Linked DNA regions of Mus musculus: all the other regions are linked to region 2. Evidence: chromatin contacts called from public HiChIP or PLAC-seq data. All regions are on one chromosome and are shown on one strand. Each heading gives the region's core, a stretch centred on a gene start, on an enhancer-like site or on the middle of the called end of the contact. The rest is flanking DNA. Distances are from core to core; before and after follow the strand shown. Region 1 has its middle 39 kb from the start of Aadat. Region 2 holds the start of BC030500 (cDNA sequence BC030500). Region 3 has its middle 61 kb from the start of Aadat.

What was found. HiChIP or PLAC-seq counts read pairs in DNA pulled down with a chosen protein or histone mark.
Region 1: a contact with region 2 is called in an H3K27ac HiChIP or PLAC-seq map of SST interneurons, with 21 times the contacts expected there. The contact joins the enhancer-like site here to the promoter of BC030500 in region 2. A contact is called at or near these places in 16 of 39 promoter capture datasets (the 3T3-L1 cell line, the C10 cell line, the HPC-7 cell line and 10 more), 2 of 484 Hi-C or Micro-C datasets (cortical neurons and forebrain), 6 of 115 datasets of contacts at active chromatin or transcription factors (SST interneurons, VIP interneurons, embryonic forebrain and 3 more) and 2 of 9 other capture datasets (embryonic stem cells and pancreatic islet).
Region 3: an H3K27ac HiChIP or PLAC-seq map of SST interneurons shows a contact between it and region 2, with 21 times the contacts expected there. The contact joins the enhancer-like site here to the promoter of BC030500 in region 2. A contact is called at or near these places in 7 of 39 promoter capture datasets (cranial neural crest, embryonic stem cells, frontonasal cranial neural crest and 4 more), 7 of 115 datasets of contacts at active chromatin or transcription factors (SST interneurons, VIP interneurons, embryonic forebrain and 4 more) and 1 of 9 other capture datasets (embryonic stem cells).

The regions. Positions count from the first base shown.
Region 1 is chr8:60,465,512-60,468,211 of GRCm38.p6, reverse strand. No RefSeq gene overlaps it. Among named protein-coding and RNA genes, the nearest start is that of Aadat, 39 kb to the left of the region's middle. Within about 2 kb of position 1,316, at least 10 of the 459 cell types and tissues checked have an H3K27ac peak or open chromatin away from gene starts, as enhancers often do. A contact at or near this core is called in SST interneurons and VIP interneurons, where this site is marked.
Region 2 is chr8:58,910,373-58,913,072 of GRCm38.p6, reverse strand. BC030500 (cDNA sequence BC030500) reads right to left here and starts at 1,318. Exons shown (of 3, transcript NM_173411.2): 1 at 1,271-1,318; 2 at 539-656; 3 at 1-213. The coding sequence starts at 564. It overlaps Galntl6 (UDP-N-acetyl-alpha-D-galactosamine:polypeptide N-acetylgalactosaminyltransferase-like 6), which reads left to right and starts at 1,446. Exons shown (of 12, transcript NM_175032.3): 1 at 1,446-1,736. The coding sequence starts at 1,599.
Region 3 is chr8:60,443,749-60,446,448 of GRCm38.p6, reverse strand. No RefSeq gene overlaps it. Among named protein-coding and RNA genes, the nearest start is that of Aadat, 61 kb to the left of the region's middle. Within about 2 kb of position 1,253, at least 6 of the 459 cell types and tissues checked have an H3K27ac peak or open chromatin away from gene starts, as enhancers often do. A contact at or near this core is called in SST interneurons, where this site is marked.

The sequences.
Region 1 (2,700 bases), core at 67-2,566, 1.6 Mb before region 2:
TCTTATTAAAATTACCACACCCATTCCCTGAGTTTCGATTTCTATGTAGAATTTCTGTGTGTTTCTTGATTGGCAAACCTTCTGCAAGGATTGGAGATAATACTTCTGACATCACCAGTCCAGTGCTTAGTACATCCAAGAAACTTATGAATGGGGGTCTGGAGATGGCACCATTGGTGACGTGTTTGCTGTGCAATTGTGGGGTTCCGAGTCTGGATCTGTAGAAACCACTTAAGAAAATAATCCGGCCTTTGCACTGCACATGCAATCCCTGCACTGGAAGGGTGGAGACAGGCTGCTCCTGGATCTCACTGGCCAACAAGTCTAGTGGGATGAATGAGCTCAAGGTTCAGTGAGGGAACCCTGCTTCAAAAATAAGGTGGAGAGTGACTGAGGAAACACGACTTGACTCCTGGTCTTCATAAGCATGCACGCACATGTATTCAAACTCGCATGCACTCATGCACAAATGAATATGTACATACAATACTACATGCCCAGAAATTCAGGAATGTTAGCATTTTTCTTAGTTTTGGACTAAGAAGGACTAAGTCTCCCTGGACCATGCATCTTGCTTCAAGAACCCTGTATTGCTGTTGTTCTTGTTGTCTAAAATGGGGTCTCACTTTGCAGCCCTGTCCTGGAACTTCTTTTGTAGACCAGGCTAGCCTTGAACACCCAGAGCTCTGACTGAAGCTGAGATTAAGGGTCAGTGTCACCATCCCTGGCTAACAGGTCATCTTAACTTCAATGGCAATAGTGTTTCGGTAGAGGGCATTGCTACCTATCCCTTGGATGCAAGAGAACAATTTGAAAAGGACCACTTGGATTTGAAGTGAGCTGTCTCAGAGGAAAAAGGGTATAGAGAAAGAAAGCTGACCTTCTGAGTTCTACTCCAGCATGCATGTTGTATTGCCGACGTTTATCTATTAAGCTTTCTTTTTAAATTCAGTTTCCTTATACCCAAAACCACTGAGTGGGTCATAAGATTGGGTAGGTTCTAGTCATCTGTGCTGGCTGTCAACTTCCATTGACAGGTCCGGGAGAGAAGATGCGTTTACAGGCTTGAACACTAGGTGGCTCTCCCGGACTGGTTTGCAGCCCCGGTAGTTGGGGATGGTGTTTCTGGCCGAGACAGGCATTTGATTGACTGTTTCTCAGGCTCTCACTCATTTTCCTCTTGCCCGCTTCTGGTAATCCTCACTCTTTTCCTAAGCCTCATTCTCTTTCCTGGGATCTCTGCTTTATTAAGAACAGACTCGTTGGATCTCCCCTCTTCACTGCTTTGTAAAGCCCAAGGGTTTTCGCTCTGCTTTTCTGCGAAGCCTCTCACAGTGTGCCGTATCTCATTTATAGTCCAATTCAGAATACCTTATATACAGTGTGGCAAGTCACAGATTTATTTGTTGAACAAAATGTTGTTACGTTTCTATTTTGTGTGCCAGAAAGGCTCGTATTTTGATGTGAAAACTCAAGCTTTTTGCCTCCACTTCATTTGGAGGAACTCTTCGGGTTAAATTGAAATTTCTCTAGTCTTTCTTTACCCAATAGAGTGTGCAGGATAGAGCATTTTTCTAAAGAGCATGTGTTCTCTATCTAAAAATCATAATAAATGTGTCCAATGTTGCTGATACTCTGGGGATGGATACCATCGTGTCCACTGTAAGGAGAAGCAGAGGGAACGAGATCTAATGACATTGAGAGGAAGGACATGAAGCTACTAAGTAGACAAATGAGACATAGGTAGATGGATGAGCCTGGCTGAGCAACCCCACTTCCATACCTCTGATGGATAAAGATTGGTCTCCCTGTGGCTTAGGGATGCCCCAGCTAAGCCAGATATCCCAGATAAGCAGTCATTACTGTCATCAAATGGAGACATAGGTGCTCATCATTTAAAACTCTCAGCTGTAATCATCAACTAATGTGCAGACTGAATATTACCAGCAACATCACTGTTTACACGTGGAGCTGACACAAGTTTTGGCACAAGCAGACTTCTTTTGCTTGGCGATGCTATTAGGAAATAGTAAGCTTGAGTGACCACTTTTGGCCATAGCTCTGCGACCTTGGAAAGGCAAGAGGTAAGTGCCACTGTATTACAGAGGAAGCTGCGGGAAGAGCCATCATAAAGACACATGGATGAGACTTTGTTCTCCTACTTCCTCCTCATGTGCCTTTCTTTTTAGAGCCAGATAACTAGGCCAGTCTTGAACTCAAGATCCTCCTGCTAACCCCCTCATTGGGCTGAGATTACTGGTAGGTATCATCGCACTGGTAATCTGATTTCTGTTTATAGGGAAGAATGGGTGTTGTGGGTTGATGTTAAAGTCAGAAATTAAATACACTGGTGAAAGTATTTTCATTTGAAAATACCTGAAACAGAAAATTCATTCAAGATAAAGTTACCTATCTTAAGATAGAGTTCAAGTATATTTAGACAAAAGCAATGTAAAGGGAAAGGAGTTTATTCTGGCCTGTACAGTGGCGTTGTTTACGGTGATGGTGTACTGGAGGCCGGCGCCATCTTTTAGGCGCCTGGCTGCCTACAAAAAAATCCACAATGCACTTGTCTGGTTTATTTACCATGTTGAATCCCAGGGCCACCATTTATCTTTTCCTGCATGTCTATGTGTGCCACATCCTCTTTATGCATTCTTTCACTGATTCCACAGCTAGGGCTATGTCAGAGTTTCCCCA
Region 2 (2,700 bases), core at 69-2,568:
CTGGCTTGAGCTGTAGGTTCTGGGGAAACCCTCCTCTCAGGGACCAGTCCAGACTGGGTTGCCTCTGCTCGCTGTCGCTGCCGCGCCTTCCTCGCTGCGATCCCATCAGGACCATGGAGGAATTCTTCCATTGCCCTCCCGCTCAGGGCGACTTGTACTCCGGAATTTCTGGCCTGGCGCCTTTCGGGTGAGCTCAGAGACGAACCAGTCTCCCTGCCGGTTCGAGATTACCCGAGAAGAGAGGATCCGATTGTCCCGGAGCTGCAAATCGATTTCTCTGTCCCCGCCTTCATCCTCCTCTCCTTCCCCCTAGCCTCTGGGTTTGTTTATGTAGCATCTGGCAGCCGCGAGGCAGTGGCCACTACCTTCCGGCCGTGACTCGCCCTCCCCTCCCGGCTTCTAGGCTCCCGCACGTGGTAGACACCAGTATCATCGCCAGCAGGCAGGAGACAGCCAGCGGGAGGCGGACCCCTGGGTGCCAGCTCCACGCGCGTTCTCGCCGTCCTCACTCATCCTCCGCGCGCCCTCTCCCACTTGCCTGTAAAGCCCGGTCACACTTGACATTCGCCGCCTGCCATCCGTCCCTTGCCGTGAAGTGGAGATCAGAAATACTGCCCTGGGGGTGCTGGTGATGCTTCGCTGGGTTCGTTCAGTTGCTGGAAAAGAATGGTAACATGAACAGTGGAGCGTGAGAGCGTCAGCAGAGGAAGGGGGCGAGATTGATGGGTAGAGAGCACACTTCTCTGAGGCTCTCATTCCCAGGACTGCACTTGGAGGAAGGGACGTCTTTGCGCCTGCACTTCCTGGCTGGACTCCGCTGACATCTGTAGCCTCCTTCCAGCCAGGTTCCCAGGTCGCCTAGATGCTGCCTGCAGAGGAGTGTTCTGACGGCGCATGAAGATCCAGGAGTTTGTGAACCCCTATCCAAACATAGTTCTGACCTGGTTATGGTGTCCCTGGATCTTGCCTGACAAGCTGGCTTCCAAGGGAGTTGAACTTGAGTTCAGGTGGGTTATCCCAAAGCAAGCAAATAAAAAGCTGTTCGGGGAAGATAAGGAAGGTGTTGTGCCAATGTCAAAAGCGGACACTTTTCTTCCAGACACTTGACTGGACCAAGCCACTCCCTCCCATTCAGTTCTCGCTTTTCATCTCCGACTCTACATCCCGGACCTCCCACACTAAGGGCGGGGGATGGTGGGCAAACAGCGACAGACAAACACCTCCTATTTACTGATAGATCTAGCATGCTCTCGACTTCCTCATAACTTACCATTATTCTATGAAACGATCGTATTTACTCCACTGCTTTATATTAATGGAGGTCAATAGATTTAACGATTTCCTCAGTTGACTCGTTTATTTCTAAGCCAATAGATAATGCCGTCGTCATAGTTTTCTGGGGGAAAGTAACTGTGCGTTTGTTCTGCAGATGGCCAACTCCCTCTGAACCCTGCAGATTGGTGCTGAGCACACAACAAAAGTTTTTTGCTTCCCCTCAGTTTCTGGTGCTTCCCAGGAAAGAGGAAAGGACTTTGGCATTAAACTCAAGAAGTAGTCTGGGAGACATCTCTAACTTTTCTCCATTGTTATCCTTTGCAATGAAGAGGAAACAGAAGAGGTTTCTGCAAATGACTTTGTTATTCACCGTGGCTTTAATTTTCCTGCCCAACATTGGTCTCTGGTCTTTGTACAAGGATAAACACCTGGTGAAATCTGCAGAACCCGCGGAGCATCAGGTAAGTACCAGTCAGGGCAAGGGGGCCAGGAGAATGGGTTAGATATGCACTGTTTGGGGGCATATAGAGAAAAAGTATAAGGAGTTTCTCCCAAGTCCTCATAGGACTGAATACAGGGACTTTGTGGACTTTGGGCTTTGAGCAGGTCCTGGTTTGCAGCTCATGACACGGTGAATGGTGAATGGAACATAAAATGAGAAAGAATCCAAGGTCAAGAAGAGAAGGTATATACTCTTCCAATTGGTCAGTGATTAATTTTTTGACTTGAAGGGGGCAGGGTGGAAAGGAGTCAGAAGTGCTTTGGTACAAGTTCAATTACAGGGATTGGTTTCTGCCTTCTGTCTTGTGTGCGTGTCTGTATTAAGTGCATCTGGCCAACTAAGTTATTCAGATTTTAAAGTGGTTTTCCAAAATCAATCATTTGCATATATATGTATATATATGAAAAGATTCTTATCCTGTGGAAACTTAAACTTTGTCTTTTGTTTCCTCTGTTCCTAATGTGGTCTGGTAGGTTAATTGCTAGAGACAATTATTAAGAATCTATATTCAATCCCCCACCTCCAACATTTGATAACTTTGTTGCTAAAAGCCTTCCCTCATGTGCTAAACAGGCTGTGTGATATTTTGCCTTCCTTCTACTTAGCATGTAACTATTAGTATGCTTATGTTTGCAGTAAGAGTTAATCCTGTGTCTAGGTAACTCTCATAGAGAGTAAGAATACCAACTATCCTTCACAAAATGCTGATGGAAATCAGTAGTGCTGTTTTTCTGCTGATTAGCAAATACAGCATGTATTTTTTTAAAGAAGAAAAACTTTGAACAAGGGATTACAGCCTACTTCATGAAAACACTATACTTCTCTATTCAGTGTCAAGGATTGCTTTATAATATTAATATGCTTAATTTCATGGGTCATCACCTGTGTATTCTATGTACTTTTCTCACATAGAAGGGACTAAG
Region 3 (2,700 bases), core at 4-2,503, 1.5 Mb before region 2:
AACCTGCAAGCCTTGGGGTTCCTAGGGGTTGAGAGATTTTCAGGAGGATTTTGTCTTTGTAGGAACTTGATAGAACATTTCAACATTATTTGGCAGAACATCTTGTCAGGATGTATTCAAGGTATGAGTCAAACTCCCATAGTCACATCTAGAAACAGTTTAAAACATGGTCAACTTGAACTCTGCAGAACACAGAAATGAACACATTTTGACCTTATAACAAAATGGCTTGCATCTTTAAGATGGAGTCAAGCTGGTCCATCAATGTCTTCATAGCAGAAAACAAAAGGAAATGAATGTTGAATGTATATACACAGAAGATAGCTTCTGGTGCTTTTTTGAAAGAAACTGACTTTTACATACTCTGCTTATCCAGATCTTTCATTAAAAGCTGCTCCTTTTAAAAATAATTTTTTAATTGAAGAAGTATTTTCCTTACAATTTATTTCATTCACACTTTCCTCCTGTATCTCCTCCCAAAGTACTCCCACTTCCTACTTATTCAACTCTATGCCTTCTTCCTCTCTTTCTTTAGAAAACAAACAGGCAAGCTGAAAAAAACAAAAGCCCCCAAAACATAGACATGTATTCACACAGATAGACAGGCACTCAGACAGAAAGAGAGACAAAGAAAGACAGACACACAGACACACACCAAAAACAAAGCCCATAAAAACACAAAACCAAAAACTCTAATATAAAAGCAAATAACTAGTAATATTTAAAAAAATGCAGAAGCAGCTGAAACTCCTTCTTCATAAAGCCACCTGAAAGGCCTTTTACAAAACTTATAAAGCTGGGAAATTTGTTGTCTGTCAGTATGAATTCAACAAGAACTGCACAGACAGTTTCAGAATCTGTCTTAAGAAGAAGCCAGGAGTCAATAATCAATCCAGAGAATCGAGAAGGTGTAAGTTTTCTGTCTTAATTATGGCATTACAAGTGTGCAGCGTAACACCTACATTACCTTGATGAATATTTTCATGAGGTTTCCATACTGTAAATTTAACAGCAAGCAGATTGCTATCACTAACAGTGTCATTTCTCCTTAGAAATGTAACACAGTTTTGTGAAAAAAAAAACTAGATCATTATTAACACCACACAACATTTACACATTTTCTATATTTCATGTTTTAAATTCATTTCTTTATGGTGTTTCAAAGACACAGCAAACAGCAAAGCAGCGAAGGTGTTCAGCTCTGTCAATTTTCAGTATGTCTGGTCTTCTCTAGATGGCAGTCAAACTACAGAGATTCGCGATGTGGATGTGGGATGTGGATGCTTTCTTGAATGCCACACTGAACAAGCTCCAGCGCTTCCACAGCAGTTGTTTGCTTGTCACTCTCTTCAAATAATGGTGAAGGGAATATTGAACTCACGAAAGCGACATAGCTGTGATGCAATGGCAGGGACTACTGCAAATGATGCTCATCATATGGCTGCACACTGGGACAAGTAGGCAAAGGACATGCAGGGCCTAGGGAAGGTGACAGAAAATCAGATTCAAAGACAAAAATCTGACCTCATTCTATGTTGACAGCTATCACAAGGTTTCGTATTTGGCCCAGACTTAGAAACCTGAGCCCGTCATCCTTATGTGAAGAGGAATAGATATTTGGAAGCATGTGCACACAGATTGTGTATGAGAAAAAAATGCAAGCACTATATTTCTTTATGAGAAGCATCTGACACCTTCTAAAATATGATTAAGAGCAAAATCTCACTCACTAATGCATCAGTTTCAGAAAACCCTAGTGCAATGCCAGGTTACATGAAATCTGGGAATTCTGCTCTTCAACTAAAAAATAATTGTGCTTCAAAATAAGAATGTTTAAGGCTCAAATTTAAAATAAATTTTTGTTTGTTAGTCTTGAGGAAAATTGATTCTATATCACGTACTTAACAAATGTAACTTTATAGTTTTTGAGGTAGAATCTCACCATGAAGCTCAGTCAAGCTTGAACTCTTGATCCATTTGCTTCCGCTTGTCCAGTGTGGTGACCATTTGCATGCAGGTCACACTTTAACTATGGTTCAGTTTGTTTTAAGACAGGACCACACTATGTAGATTAGGCTGGCCTGGAACTTGCTATGTAGACTAGAACGGACTTAAATTTGCAGTGTCCTTTCTACCTCTGCCTCCAGAATGTTGTGAATACACTTGTGTACTACTACAACCAGCATAAAAAATGCTTCTTTCCTTTTGAATTTATTTTATGTTATGTGTATGAATGTTTTGCTGATGTGTATATATGTGTGTCACCCTGGCCCATTCAAGTTCACAATCACAGCAAAGCCAACATTGAAGGTCAGAGTGTTTTTTTTTTTTTTTTTTTTTTAATCTCCTACACAGTACATGGTATTTATCTTTCACCAAAAGAGTGAAGTTCCCATCTTTTTAGATTAAAGAATGAGATATAAAGAAACTCAAACACTGACCATTTGGGAATGATAGCTGTATCATATTGAGGAAGTTTTTATTTTATTTTTTGATAAAGAGCAGTAGGAAATTGGAAGAAAAAATTAAATAACAATGAATGTTGTTCTATGGGGAATGTTACAGACTTAGGGAGGAAGTTCTCTGAAAAATGAAAAAGGCAAACAAGAAATTCCACCCTGCTAATATAGGTGTTATGCTTGAGGCAATGAACATAAATCACCACCTCTGATATCAAGGAGAAAAACACCAAATAGCTAC